2 separate regions of the Arachis hypogaea genome follow, and region 2 is linked to region 1. Evidence: chromatin contacts called from public Hi-C data. All regions are on one chromosome and are shown on one strand. The core of a region is the stretch at or near the end of the contact, and the rest is flanking DNA. Distances in the headings are between cores, read along the strand shown.

The links. Hi-C and Micro-C count contacts between places; a contact is called where the count stands out from the background.
Region 2: a contact with region 1 is called in a Hi-C map of leaf, with 2.0 times the contacts expected there. The contact joins the promoter of LOC114925348 here to the promoter of LOC112750359 in region 1. A contact is called at or near these places in 3 of 8 Hi-C or Micro-C datasets (leaf and an unstated tissue).

The regions. Positions count from the first base shown.
Region 1 is chr15:62,757,391-62,765,256 of arahy.Tifrunner.gnm2.J5K5, reverse strand. LOC112750359 (sphinganine C4-monooxygenase 1) reads right to left here and starts at 6,531. Exons shown (of 2, transcript XM_025799055.3): 1 at 5,795-6,531; 2 at 3,891-4,761. The coding sequence starts at 6,019. The coding sequence ends at 4,207.
Region 2 is chr15:63,009,622-63,016,799 of arahy.Tifrunner.gnm2.J5K5, reverse strand. It overlaps LOC114925348, which reads right to left and starts at 1,509. Exons shown (of 8, transcript XM_029292943.2): 1 at 1,282-1,509; 2 at 635-733; 3 at 493-540; 4 at 289-393. The coding sequence starts at 673.

The DNA of each region.
Region 1 (7,866 bases), core at 5,282-7,781:
AATCAGTGAGTTTATTAGGATTTGTGGATTAAGATCAATTATGCTTATTTGACTTTTTTCAATATTTAGGAGTTGACTAAGTGAGATTAACTCATGACAAATTGACAATGCAATGATAGTGATCATTGAATCTCAACCCTTACCAAGATCTTTCTAGCATTTGAGTTTAACTTCCATTTTTAGTTAATTACCTTATTTTTTCTTAGTTTAATTTCTTGCTTGCTCTTTTAATTTTGTGTTATTTAAATTTTCATTAATTTTGATAAAACTTCGATCTCTCATAGCCAATGATATGCACATCCAACTACAATTTTATAGGAGAAAGATTTGGAATTTAAAACTTCCGGTACTTAATTTAAATTTGTGACAATCTATTAAATTTTAATAGGATTATTTGCTGGTTTAGAGTTAGGACAAATTTTGTAAATTTGTGACGATCTATTAAATTTTGATAGAATTATTTGCTAGTTCAGAGTTAGGACGAATTTTATATTTAAACATTATACAATTTTAAATTGGTGTTTAGCCTTCATCACACTTCTAATAAAAATCTGTTTTAAATTATATATAATAGAATAATAAATTAAAAAATTAATTATTATTTGAAACAAAGAAAAATAAATCTTCAAAAATTTATGCTAGAAATTTAGACTTCTTGCCTTATCATATCACCAAGACCAAATCTTCTCAAATTATGCCGATAAGCAATGATCGAACAACTTGAAGAATGAAGAATAAAAATAAATAAATTTTAATCCCAAGAGCACCAAAAAACGTTAATTCTAAATTTAATTTAAACAAAAAAAAAGATAAAGTTTTTTATATTAGAGTAAAAATAAAATAAAAAATTTATAAATTGCATGCAAAATATAAAATAAAATAATACAAAATATCAAGAAAGAAAATAAAGAAAAATTATTTTTTGGTATTCAACTTACAAAAATGATCCGAAAAAGTAACTTAATAGTGAAAAATTCGAGTTTGAAAGAAAGAAATTATTTCTCTTGAAATAATTGCATAATGAATTTTATCTATTTAAGTGTAATATATCTGAATAATTTTTTTTTTTAATTGAAAGCAATTGTTTGAATAGTTGAATGATAGATTTTTTTAATTTAGATTAGTTGACTTAATAAATAATTGTTTAAAAAATTATTCCTTCATTTATACTACAGAATTTCACATTATTTAGAATAATAATATGATCAGAATATTTGATAAAAAATTAAACAAAAATAAACTACGTCATTATGTATCTCAATATTTATAGAGAGTAAGTCGGGGATACAAAGTTGTCACGATCTTTTTATTTAGAGTTCTCAATGTTCTGATTGAGTTTGTCATTTTCAATGGTAGGAAGTGTGGTACAAGGACACCAACACTCAAGTTAGTATTGGTTATATGAGGTACTAAATTAGAGATCATACATGAGAGCATGTATTTAAAATAGTTCATATATCACAAGGTTATGATATTATGAGATTTTCATCTAATGTCATTCTAAGGCTATGAGTTGCCATTTAAGTTTAGCTGATAGAAGAGAATGAGTTGTTTTTTTTATGAGTTGCTTGATAGTTTGTTGTGGTATATCCTTTTCATAAGATATTCTTGGGTCTATATATAGTCAATATCGTAACATTTTCTTTAAAAGTGGAATAATAGTTATAATGTCATTAAATTCAAAGTTGAATGATGAGGAATTATTATTGTGGTTTATATTTTTGTTTTCCTAAATTTTTGTTAGACCATCGACGACAGACGTCGATTAAACTTATATCAAAAGATTTCAATTTGAGGAACAGATACAATTCCTCTAAAAAAGTGAGTTCGGCCTTAGACTTATTAATTTAGTGTTAAAACTGGCTTGCAACAACGAAGTTTGCATATGATATTCGAACAAATTTATAATGAAATAATGTAATTGAATGTAACTTAAAAAGGGACTATTATAGTGAAAGAATTTAATGATTTAAAAAAAATTGTTTAAAAATAACAAAATAATAAACAAAGTTTAGAATTTAAGTAAACAAATAAATTAAGATAATAAACAAAACAAATAAATAAAATAAATTGATTTCAAACACTCACATGTACTTATACTCTATCACTTTTTTTGACGTTAGTGTGACTTTAAAATTTTTAGAGAATTTTAGTGTAGCTTGGAATATTGAAAATTAAAGTCTCTTTTGAAAGCTTTTACCTCCCTATTTAATAGAGACAACGTCCAGGCTATACTGAATAGTTATCAATCTCTTAATCACGACCCACAATCCGGTTTTACTTGCTCTCCAAGTTCAACTACCCACATTCTTACCATACCTTAGTCTTCAAGGACGAGATCACACGTTCTTACCCATTACGAGTGAGTCTTTTCCTCACGTGTTTTCTCTTAATTTTATTTCGACCGTCTCTCTTTCGACCTTCATCATGGTAGTCAATCAGTATACCTTTTGTTCTGTTCATCCATTTTATGATCGAAATTATTGCTGAGTGTCGAACTTTAATGCTGACAACTTTTAAGGTGTAACATCTTGAAATCCAAAATAATACATGACTATCAAACCAGTTTTTTTTACTTTAAATATTCTTAAGTATGGTTCTTAATAATAATGAATTTAAAGAAATAGTCCAAAATATAATCGTTATCGTTTCTTTTCTTGTCTCAACAACAATTTTAAAAACACTTGATTTTGATCTTTTCAAAAATTCAATTTTGATATAGGTTCGTAAATTATTTAAGAAAAAAATCTATTTCAACTTCCAAAAAATTAAATAATTTATTTAGAGAGACTCTAGAGATATAAACATGTTTTTAAACAAAAACACCGTAAAGTCCTTATTGTAGCCATGTTGTTGATGGACAAGTTTAATAATTAATGGAAGTATCATTCAGTTTTTCTTTTTAAAAAATGCACTAGTAAGATTGCTCTACTTATGGGATTGGGCAAAAATGGAACGGGCCAGTAATTGATTCCAATGGGTTGGATTGACCCAAACAAAAACTATTTAATCATGTCGGATTGAATTGATAGTGTTTAAACCAAGTTGGGTTAGAGTTCATTAATCTGTTTAATCAAGTGTTAGGGTTTCAATCCCACCTCGTGTATTCAGTTATCCATTAGCCAACAAATACTCTTAAATAGAACTCAAATCTATAACAGATTAGTCCTTAGCCTGCTGGACAGATGGATACTGTGGGACAAAAAAAATTGGTAGTGTTTACGGGATCAAATGCTTAAAACATAATAGATAATTTTCCCATTAGACTAATACACAACAATGATTAAATTTAGGGAAAATTTTAAACAAAGGAGGAAAATGGATGAGATCTTGCTGAGAACGCCCAACTTCTGTGTATGTCCTTTTGAAAACAGATTGTGGCTATTGATTTAGTTGCAGCTTCCTTTCGTAGCATTCTTGCTTATAGGGAGGTAAAAGGTAATAAGTTTAGGTGCTGCATATATATGAATATGCGAAGAAAGTGAAACACTTGAAATTGCGTTTTCAAGGATGCTAAAATTCATTCAAACTCAAAGATGTAGACATAACTGAACGTATATCTTAATGCATGCTAATAGGTAACAAGCAGCTCAGTCACTTAAAAACCCATAAGCCTCGGCAATTTCAGCATTTCCCCCTCGTTACTGTACACATCCCCCCCCGGGCCGCCTGGGCATCTTGTTCAATCATAAATAACTATGGCTCCATGAAGTGCATAAGATACAGGTCTATCCACATACACAAAAATCACCTCATAACCACAGCTTTGGCATCAATTTGAGAACATATATATATGCAGAAAAACAGAGTCAGCAAAACGAACATAGTATACCAATATCAGAAATTGCATCCTTAAGCATATATATATATATACATGCAGAAAAACAGAGTCAGCAAAACGAACTTACTATACCAGTATCAGAAATTGCATCCTTAAGCAAGTTTAGAAAACAAGGTAATGTATACAAGTTTTGATAATAGCATTATAGCAGCCGTACATAAAAGGGTGAAATAACACCGTAACTAGGTAGCTTCTCAATTTCCTTATTAAGTCTATCTAGTATAAACAGACATGTGAAGAACAATAGTAGCGTAGGCAATTCAGTATAATGTTTATATACAAAAGCTGGTCACCCAGGAAGTGCTGATCATAAATAACGAAAACCAATACTAGTACACAAAAAGAATACTCACTAAGATAAAAAGTTAATCATCCTTGGAGTCTTTACAAGGTCTGGCTTCAAAACCCCCATCAGCCCTCTTCTCCAATGTGTATGGCATGTAAGTGCCCAAGATGCGATCCCACATGACGAAGAATGGCTGCGAGTAGTTGTACTTGTTTCCATAGAGCTGATGGTGCACGTCGTGGTATGCTGTATTGTTCTTGAAGATAACGTGGAAAAGGTTTCCAGGGAGCCACAACCCGCAATGATCATCGACCGTCTTAATGGTGGCAAAGGAGAAGAAGAAGATGGAGGCCCGAGGACTCATGCCAGACAAAAGGAAAGACAAAGCCCCGCCGATGGTGTCAAGAAGCAGTCCCTCCAGAGGGTGATTGTACAAAGCTCCAAATGAGTAAGGTACAATAAGTCTGTGATGTTGGGAGTGAATATGCTTGTATAGGAACTTGTTGTGATGCATGTACCTATGCATGAAATATTGCCATGTGTCCATTACCAACATAGCAGTACCAAATTGCCGGGCCACAGCAAGGAGGGAAGCATTCTGATTCAAATCACTTTGGGTATCGCTTCCTGTCACCTATAAAATAACAAATACCCCGATTACAATTGAGTTTATCTGAATAAATAGCTACACATGGACTCTAATGATTTTACACTAGAATTAGTACCATCTTTAATGCTGATGAGGGGGATAAAAATTTTTATAGTCCAACACACCCCCTCCAACAGTAACACTTAAGGGTAAAAAAAGCTCCAGATAAAGCCAATGTCAATTTAGATTAAGTGTCCTACCTTAACCACTAGACTATCAAACCAATCCTTGTATAATTTTCACATACTTACAAGTGCAAGTCTCATAATTAGAAGGAAGTTTCTATGGCATACAATTTGATTTGTGCATTCAGCAATATCCTAAATGGTTGAAACACAATTGATGCCCCTTCAATGACAAATTTTTGGATAAATGTTACGGGACATGATCAGACCTGTAGCTTTTTTCCGTATGTTATTGATCTTTCTAAAGAACTTTCACTCTACCATCTAAAATGAATATGAAGATAAAATCCAGGTCCCGAAGTCAGACAATGCATGGATCACTAAATCTGCAACTTTCTCATTGGTGATTCAGAAGGTTTACATTTAAGTTATTTTGGATGCATAGCATTTACGGAAACTATTACATTATCTATATTGAATTAATCAACCAGTTAGCTCCTGATAGTGGATTAATAGACTAGCGCATGCAAAACAGAAACCATGATTTCTCAAATAGGCCATGGTTTAGTTTACAAGGCAAGGCACAAAGACTATTTGCAATTATGGGGTTAATAGTGACATAAAAAATACAGAAAAAGCTTTGTTTGTTGACCACACGTCTCTCAAAATGTGAGAAGCTAAATTTGAAAGCGTGGTTGGTATTTAAACCTAAAAAAAAAAGGGGCACATTTGGGGGTAATTTAAATTAGTAATTAACTAAATCCTTGCATCTTCTTGTGGTTAATCTTAATCATCATACATAAAAATAAATCGATAAAAGAAAAGCGAGATAAAACATATAAACTTTACTCCTCCAACTCCTGGGAAAAAAAAAAATAATGATAGACACATACCGCAAACAAGAGAGTTGCAACCACCGCTTGAACTAACTGTTGGAGGACAACTCCTTTAACCACAGCACCCTTTGACACCAAATTCTTCTCATCTTCATCTTCCTTGGTATGCAACCGGTAATCCTCAGAAAACAAACCAAGAACAACGTAAATCCCCGAATAAACCCAGTAAATTATGATTGGGACAAAAGTCCCAAGCATCTCATCAGAAATCCCCAAAATCATTGTTTTTATTGCGATTGGAGTGAAGAGAGACCTCAATCACACGAAATTGGAACGGAATTGAAAGAACTCGGACTGAGGAACCAACAGGGAAACCCTAACCCTTATGTTGGGAATAAACTGAAACTCTGGTTTCTGTTGATGTCTTCAATCTGAGTAGTTTAGTTGGTTTTGCCGGCAAACCCATATAAAGAAATAAAGAACCAATTAAATATTGGTTAGGTGCATTAATCACAGATTTATTAGGGTTCCTCGAAGTGGCAATTGGCAAAGGAAGATTCCAAAGAGAGAATGAATAATTGCTTGCGCGAATGGGACTCTACAAAACGAATAGTACACGCTGGAAAAAATATCAGAGATTATGCTTCTGTGTGGTGATGGCGCACGGTTGTATGGGCTGATGTGTAGTGATGGGAGAAACGGACGGTTGCGTTAGATTAGAGGAAGGAACTGATAGTTTCGTTTGGGCATTAGAGTAGAGCCCGTTATGAAGTGATGACGTGTTTTTCTTTTTTTAATATTTTTGAGTGAACGAGACGACACCGTGTTTGACCGAGCAAAAATAGGAACGGGACCACTGATGGTTTAAGCAAGCCGGTTTTGAATGTTAACGTATCTTCTGTGGAACGGGCGCATTGGAGTTGACCTAAAGCCAAAAGTCAGTAATTATACACTTTCTGTGTTGTATGCAAGAAAGCGAATGGATTATTCAAAAAAAAAAAAGTTTCTTAATTTTTTTTGTTAGAATAAAATATAATTTTTAATTATTTAATTGTATATTTTTTATTTTTTATTTTTTTTCTCTTATTAATAAAATGTATGTGAAAAATGACAGTTTATTTTTTCAAGTGAGAAAAAAATTGAAAGAATTTAATTCCTACAAAAAAAACATAGTTGTTACAATTAAAGCGATAATTAATTTGATCAAAATATTAGTTTAATGGGTCATTAGTTTAATTATTAGATAATTAGTTACATCAATTGATTCGATCATAATTAAATAATTATATAATTTTTTAATAAAAAATTTTTATTTTTATTTTTATTAAATTGATTATTATTTCTTATTTTAATAATTTATACTTATTATAAAAAACTATGAGATTTATTTATTTGAACTTGTTATTAATCTGATTGAACTTAATAAATAGAAAGTATTATTTCAGGTTTTTTATTTCTAAAAAATAAAGGTAGAAATTTTTAATTTTAATTTTGTAAAAAATAAATAAATTAAAAAGCTCAATAAAAAAAGTGTTCAAGTAAAAGTTAAAGAATAAAAGTAAACAATCAATCAATAAAAAAAATGAGAATAGTATTAGGTATGTTATATGGTAAAAAAGAAGCACAAATACACAATATATAGTGAAAAACTTCTTAGCTTAGTGGTTGTAAGGTTCCTCATCATTTTTTTAACTTTAGATTTGAATCCCAGCAGAGACAAGTTTCTAAAATTTGCTCAAATTTGTTGCTGATGTCATCAACACGCAAGTTGATCAAGTCTTGACCAAAGTTGCGTGAATTGGACTGGTCAATAAACCGATGAGGTTACTGGTTCAATAATTTACTGATTCGATTGGGGTTTAATCGGAGTTCAACCGGTTTAATTAAATATTAAATAAAACTATTAAAAAAATCTTGTTCAGTCGTGTGCCAAACGGGTTGGGAAGTCTGGGTACTGAGGAGTGCAGCTGGGGCAGGATCTGGATTGAGGTCCTGGCGAGCCGAGGATTTGAGGAGTAGGGGGTGTGCCACTTGCAAGGACTCCAATGCCAAATAAAAGTCCATACGAAGAGGTGACAATTAGAGTAAAAGGAGTGACGTACCTTGGGGAGGGGTAGGGCCCTCCCCTT
Region 2 (7,178 bases), core at 260-2,759, 260 kb before region 1:
TTTTACAGGCTAAGTTTTTAAATGAAAATTTTCCTTGGACTAAAGTGTAGTTTTACTTTCAATTTAATTATGTAAAAGATAGAGAAAGAAACAACTTCTAATTGATATGACAAATCAAATTCTACATAAGAAACTAGAAAAATATATGCTTAAACGAAATATGTAAAGAATGGGTAAAGAGAAGAATGGGCAGCTTACTGATACATGAAAGTTAGATTAAATGTTAATTCAGAAAACTTTAGAAAGTCAAAAAAAAAAATTCACACGACTGAGTCCATGAGAGAGAACCTGTTGGTATTCCAGATCAAACTTTAGAGACTCATCATCACAGTTCTCAACCATGGTGGCCAAGCCCTTCAAATTCTTCACAGGCTTACCATTGAAAGCAAGAACCTATATGAATCCAAAAAGAGAAGGGGTAAGCATTTCAAATCAACCATTGATTAAGATCTATAACAATTAATAATTTAATATCAATAAATGTTCTCTTACCTGAGTGTTAACTATCTTATATCCAATCTTAATGTCAGACACGAGAACCTATATAGTAAAGTTTAAGTAAGAGCAAATGTTAAACAGCAAATCCAATTAAAAAAAAGAAAAAATTAAAATAAGGGATAGCATAGGCCAAGACCTGAGAAACAACAAGTTGCTCAACAACAGATTGTGCCATAGCATGTAGATGTTTCTCTAGGAGCTTCACTGGAGCATCAAACTCATAATCTTTACCATACTGGATCATACAAATTAAGAAGCAATAATAAAGTTAGTAACAAATATATACTCAAACAACAAAAGATAATTTCCAGAAATAAAATTTTCTGTAATCATAGACACAAATTTAAGATATTTAAAACACTACTTTTACAACTTGCAACCAAAAATCACAATAACATTAGTTTTATATGCACTGTTGCAAAATGATAGATGCCTTTTTACTTTGGACTTGATGGATAAACAATCATAAAATTGAATTAATTTTGAACTTCCATAAAGAAAATTCAGATCTAATTGGGGAATCTAATTGGGGATACAAGCACTAAATATAGGATTTAATCTACATACAATGCTCAAACAAAGAAATAAGATTCTGCCAGTGCTTCACCTGGAGAACTCCATGATGATATGAGGTCAAAGTCTCAAACACCTTTGGATATGAGTACAAATTCAAAAATTTTACTCCAAAAACAAGCTGATATAATCACAAAGCTCCATTTCCATTTTCAATTAACCCTAGATTTTAAGAAATCTTTTGATTCGGGGGAAATAGGTGAAACTCACGGAAAGTGAAGGATTGAGAGAAAGAGCAAAAGAGAGCTTTGGACGAGTAAGGATTCGATTGCAGACAAAGCTCCATGATTTGCTGACGCAAGCAGCGGAAGCGAACCAACGAGCCAGAGCCTCGCCAGAATGTTCTGGAGAAGGTCCTCGTTCACCAAACCGAAACTTCCACCGTTCCTGGTGACCATGAAAATCAAAACAAAAAATTAGATCAAAGAAAAACAATAAATAATTTACCTATGGCTGCATTCTAGATGCAAAGATAGAAACAGAGAGGCTGGAGAAAGATGACATAAACAGCAAAGAGGGTAGGGAAAGCGAAAACAACAGAGAGTGAAGTGGAGCACACAAGGAGCGAAGGCGGTAGAGCAGATGAGAATAGACGATCGAGGAAGGAAGGCAGAGACTGGCGGCACGGAGGAAGGAAAGGCGACCTCCGTTGGCTAACCGACGCGGTGAGTAGTGAGCGCCGAGGGAGTGCGAGCGCCAGCAGAGACAGGTTAGGGGAGATGATGGAGGGAGCCCCAACAGATGAGAGAGTGCAAGCGCCGTAGATGAGCTCTGTCCGAGTGTTAGGGTATTCAGAGCTTTAGTGTGTAATAGGGGAGAAGAGTATAAGTCTGATGAGTCAGTGACTTAGGTGTGTTTGGTTCACGTTGGAGAAGAGAGAAGTCCGTTTGAGTGTTTTGAACGCCCCATTTTTATGTTTGGTAATTTGTTAGAACTCTAAACCCAGAAGTGTTTTTACCTCTGAACGCACGTTCATGTGAAGCTAAAATTTCTTACTTCTGCGTTCACGTTGAGAGGAATTAAGTAGAAAATTTATTCTGTTTCTACCAATCCTACCCTCTATTTTCTTCTATAAAAAGGATGCAAGTAACCATAATTTTCACAGTAATTCTTCGTTTATTTGTTGTGTATGTTTTTTGTTCTGAATTTTTTTTTTCTATCAAAATTTTTTAGATCTGTTTCAATCACTGCCAAGATAAAAAATTTAATTATTTTTTATTATTTTTAGTACTTTCTTTCATATTTTGATTTTTATATTTTTATTGTATTTTTTTATTTATACGATAAATATTTTTTATATTATTTTTTTAGTATTTTGATGTTATTTTTTTAGTGCTCTATTATATTTTTATCGTACTTTTTTATTCATATGACAACTATTGTTGATATAAATTCTTATTTTTATTAATTTTTATTATTTTTTGTTTATATAAATTCCTTTTTTTCTATCCTTTATTGTACTATATTTATGTTGTGTATAAAATTTTTTATTTTTTTATTTTATTTTATTCATATCAATTTTATTTACTTCTTGTTGTAATTTTTTTGTTCATATGATACATGTTGTTGGTTGTAATTATTATATACTATGTTTGATATGAAGTTTTTTTTTGTTTTTTTTGTATTTTTATTGTATTTTATTTTATTTTTTATTATATACTAAATATAAGTAACAAAAGAGTTATAAATAATAAAAATGTATATTCCAAAATGATATAAATTAAAGAGTAATAAAGTACTAAAAAGATTATAGAACATTTTCTTTTTGTTTGACATTATAGAATGTATAGTACGTACTCTCTTTTATAATTTTATTTTTTATTGTATTTTTTTCTCAAAAGATAGATATTATTTTATTATTATAAAATAATAATGTTTATTTATATGATAAATATTTTTATTATAAAATGAATTACTAAGATCTATTCAAATATCTAAAGTAAAATGATAGGATAATATAAAAAATTATTTAAATTGATGTCTCTTTTAGTAATTTTTTCTCTAAAAGTGATTTTGAGTAGCAAAATCCAAACAACATTTATTTTATTATAATCCATTTTAATATAAAGATTGCCAAATATAAATCACGTTAATACAAACTTACTTTTCATCAAAATCAAGTTTGCAAAATCAATTCTATGCAAACTCTCGTTTACAAACTGTAATCCAAACACACACTAAGTGGGTGAGTGTAGCGCGTTTGGGAGTGAGTTTCTTTTTTCTTAGTGGAACCTTTTCAGCAGGCTCTTCTAGGGTGCTAACAGAGTTATTAGAAATGGGGACACTTTAAAAATGTGCCAAGATAAAAAAAAAATTTTTGCCACGCTTTAAAAGTGTCTCTGTTTCTCTCTATGGCCACGTTTTTTAAGTGTGACAAGAAAAAGCGTGGCCAAATTTTCAATCAATTGCCACCCTCATAAAAGCGTGGCCATAGACCCCTTTCGCCACTTTTTTAAGCGTGGCAAAAAAAGCGTGCTCAAATTCCTAATCAATTGCCACCCTCATAAAAGCGTGGCCATTATAAAAGCGTGGCCATTGACCATTTTTGGCCACGCTTTTAAAGCGTGGCAAGAAAAAAGCGTGGTCATAGGCCTTTTTTCTTGTAGTGACAAGCTGAGGCTTCAGTTCAAATTTGTTTGCAGCTATAAGAGGTACCACAATGATTTTTCCATAAAGATCTGCATTCGGAGCAGTGTAAGAGCCAAGCATTCTTCTAGGTTGTTCATTCTCATTCAGATTTGCCATATTGCCATTCACATCACGATTGTGATCTAGTGGACTTTGCAGCTTCCCTTTCAAGAGTTTCACTAGCTTTGTACAGTCTAGCGTGTTGCAAATGCTGCCTCAAAGTCCTTTCAAGTTTAGGATCAAAGTCTATAAGAGGTTCCCTATCCCTATTCCTGCTCATAAACAGACAGAAAAAAAGAAAAGATGAGACTCTCTACATCAGAATGTAGAGAATTCCCAGTGAGGTAACCTGTGTAAAATAATAAAATAAAAACACTTACTATTTAATGCTAAAATTTTCGAAAATAATGCTCAAAAAGCAAGCTAAAAATTTCGAAATTTTTAAGGAGAATTGAACAGAAAAATTAAAATAAAATTAATTAGGTAACACCAAACTTAGATTAGAAATTAAAGAAAAATAAAGCTAGAAAAATTCGAAAATTAAGGTGCAAAATCAAATAAATTTAAAGCGAAAGCACCTAATCTAAGCAATCAAACAACTAACAGTTGTTAATCACAGTCAATCCCTGGCAACGGCGCCAAAAACTTGGTGCAGAATTTACAATCCACAAAATAACCGGCAAGTGCACCGGGTCGTACCAAGTAGTACCTTAGGAGAATGAGGGTCGATCCCACGAGGATTGATGATTAAGCAACAATGATTAAGTGATTTACTTAGTTAGACAAACAGAAAATGATGTTTTGAAAGTTTAATTGCATTAAACAGTAGTTCAGAGAATCAGAAGTAAGCAATAAACGGTTTGTGAAATAATATATGGAGAAACAGTTAAGGCTTTAGAGATATCTATCTTCCGGATTGACTTTTCTTACTAACTATTTTAATCATGCAAGATTCAATTCATGGCAAACTATATGTGACTAAACCCTAATTCCTTAGGCCTTTTTAGTCTCCTCTAACCTTCATCAACCGCCAATTCCTTGGTCACTTAATTCCAATTAGAGGGTGAAGTTCAATTCTAGTTATATGCCACAAAAACTCTAATTAGCCAAATAAGATGATTATATGTCACGTATCCTGTTAAGTCCAGATAATTAGAAATTTAGGAAAAATTGTTTTCAAGTTGTTGTTCAAGTAAAGAGCTTTTCCAAGTTATACAAGAATTCAATTAGAATCAAGGTCAGACTTCCGTTCCACCCAGATTCATAAAATAAAGAACGAAAATAATTCTTGAATTATAAATTAGTATATGAATTAAAATAGAAAAATAATAGTATCAATCCATACAATAGACAGAGCTCCTAACCTTAACAGTGGAGATTTAGTCGCTCATGGTTCAAAGAGAAAAACTAGGATTCAGAAAAACTGTAAATTGCAGAATGAGGTCGAAGAGAAGAGAGGAGCCCGAAGGGCTAATTCTTTTCCCTTTTGTATCTAATCCTAATTAATGTAAATTATATTTTCTAAAACTAAATAATATCTTTTCCTATTTTTAAACGAAATAAAGTTTAATCAGAAAAATCAATCAACATCTCGTGCAAGCCTTGAGGACGAATGAGGACCACTTGTCTCATTAATGTTGGCGCCTAACTTGATGGGTGCAGTGAGGAATGGCGTGGAGTGCTTGCTTAGGCGCCTAACTTGGGTTGGAGTGCGCCTAACTTGGAGTGGCCAGCATGGAGTGGGCACTTGGTCTTGTGTGCTGCACCTAACTTGAATGTGGAATGCGCCTAACTTGAAGGAATCAAAACCAATTATGCGTGCTTTGTTGTGATTGGCGCCTAACTTGAGATTTCTCAAGTCAGGCGCAGCCTTGGCAGTGTGTCTTGGATGCCTTTCTGTTATCCTGGCGCCTAACTTGGGATTTCTCAAGTTAGGCACCACCTTGGCTGCCTTGGTTTCATGGATGTATTTGAACTTGGCTCCTAACTTGAGAAATTTCAAGTTAGGCGCCACCCTTGCTGACATGGTGGAGAAGAAGTATGGACTATAATACATCATTGGAAAGCTCTAGAAGTTAGCTTTCCAACGCCACTAAAATCACGTCAATTGGACCTCTGTAGCTCAAGTTATTCAGGTCTGAGTATAGAGAGGTCAGGGCTGATAGCATCATTCACCTTCCTCTCTTTTTCTACAGAAACTCCCTCAAATCTATTCGAATGCTACCTAAAATAAATAGAATTGTACACGACTCAAAGTAGCATCCATTGTGGCTAAAAGATAATTAATTATTGATTAAACTCAATAAATTAAATGCAAATTCACTAGAAAAAGATAGGAAAGATGCTTACGCATCAGTGGGATTGTGTTAAAGTTATGATATTGGAGTCGATGTAGAAATTGTGGATTTGTTGAGCTTGTGGTGTATGCCTTGATTAAATTAGATGTTGAATTGATTGGATTATGATGGAAAGTTAAAGTATAGTATTTGGTAGTGTTTTGTGGTGAACTTGAATAGGCTTTGATTTGGTTTGATTGTGAAATTTGGAAGTTTGAGAACCAAGTGAACTTTTGGTAAAAAACCAGTTTTTTGTGAACTTGACAGATCATAACTTGAGCCTCTGTTTTTGAAATTGGTTAAAATTTGTCATAAATTAAAGTTCATTTAAAGATCTCTAAATTAATATAAACTTTGATGAAAATGAATTTTTGTAGAGGAAGTTATGAAGATTTAAAGTTTGGTGTTCAAAACTGATTTCTGCAACTTTACAGAATTTTGCAAATCTGGGATGGCATGCGTACACGACCACCCTTATACACGGGTGTGCGTCTCTGCCAGGCCCTCATGCATATGCGTCCCTATGTATGCATACACAAGATGGGCCAAAAGCAGGTATGAGTACGCGGCCTCCTGCGCCATACGCAGGTGATGGTTTCTGTCCAACATCCATGCGTACACGAACTTATGGTATGCGTATGCCAAATGGTCCAAAACTGAAGTGTGCGTACGCATAATTGGGCATGCGTATGCACACACCCTGTTTTGCTGAAAAATAATTTTTCTTCATTTTTAAGGGTTCCCTAACTTTCTAAACTTCCTTCAAATGCTGTTTAAGAGTACTATCAATTTGAATCTAATACTTTTAAAGATGAGTTAGTGACTTATTTTAGTAAAATTCTATATGAATTTAAAAGACAGAGACTTAGGTTTCTGGAGTACTGAGGATGGATTAGTTGAGAGAAATGGCGGGGTATTGTAATAATGATTAATGCGATGAGTTGTGGAATTAAAGATTGATGATGGTTGAGACGAGTTTAGAACGCGGAGTTGAGATATGACTTTATGGAATATTGAAAATGATTTCTTATAACCATTGATGTATTGTTTTATGCTGGTACTGTTGAGATGTGAGGGCTAGGGTGGTATCCTGCTCGCATAACCTTCTATGCCGCAAGAGTGTGCCAGACACTTTATCCTTGG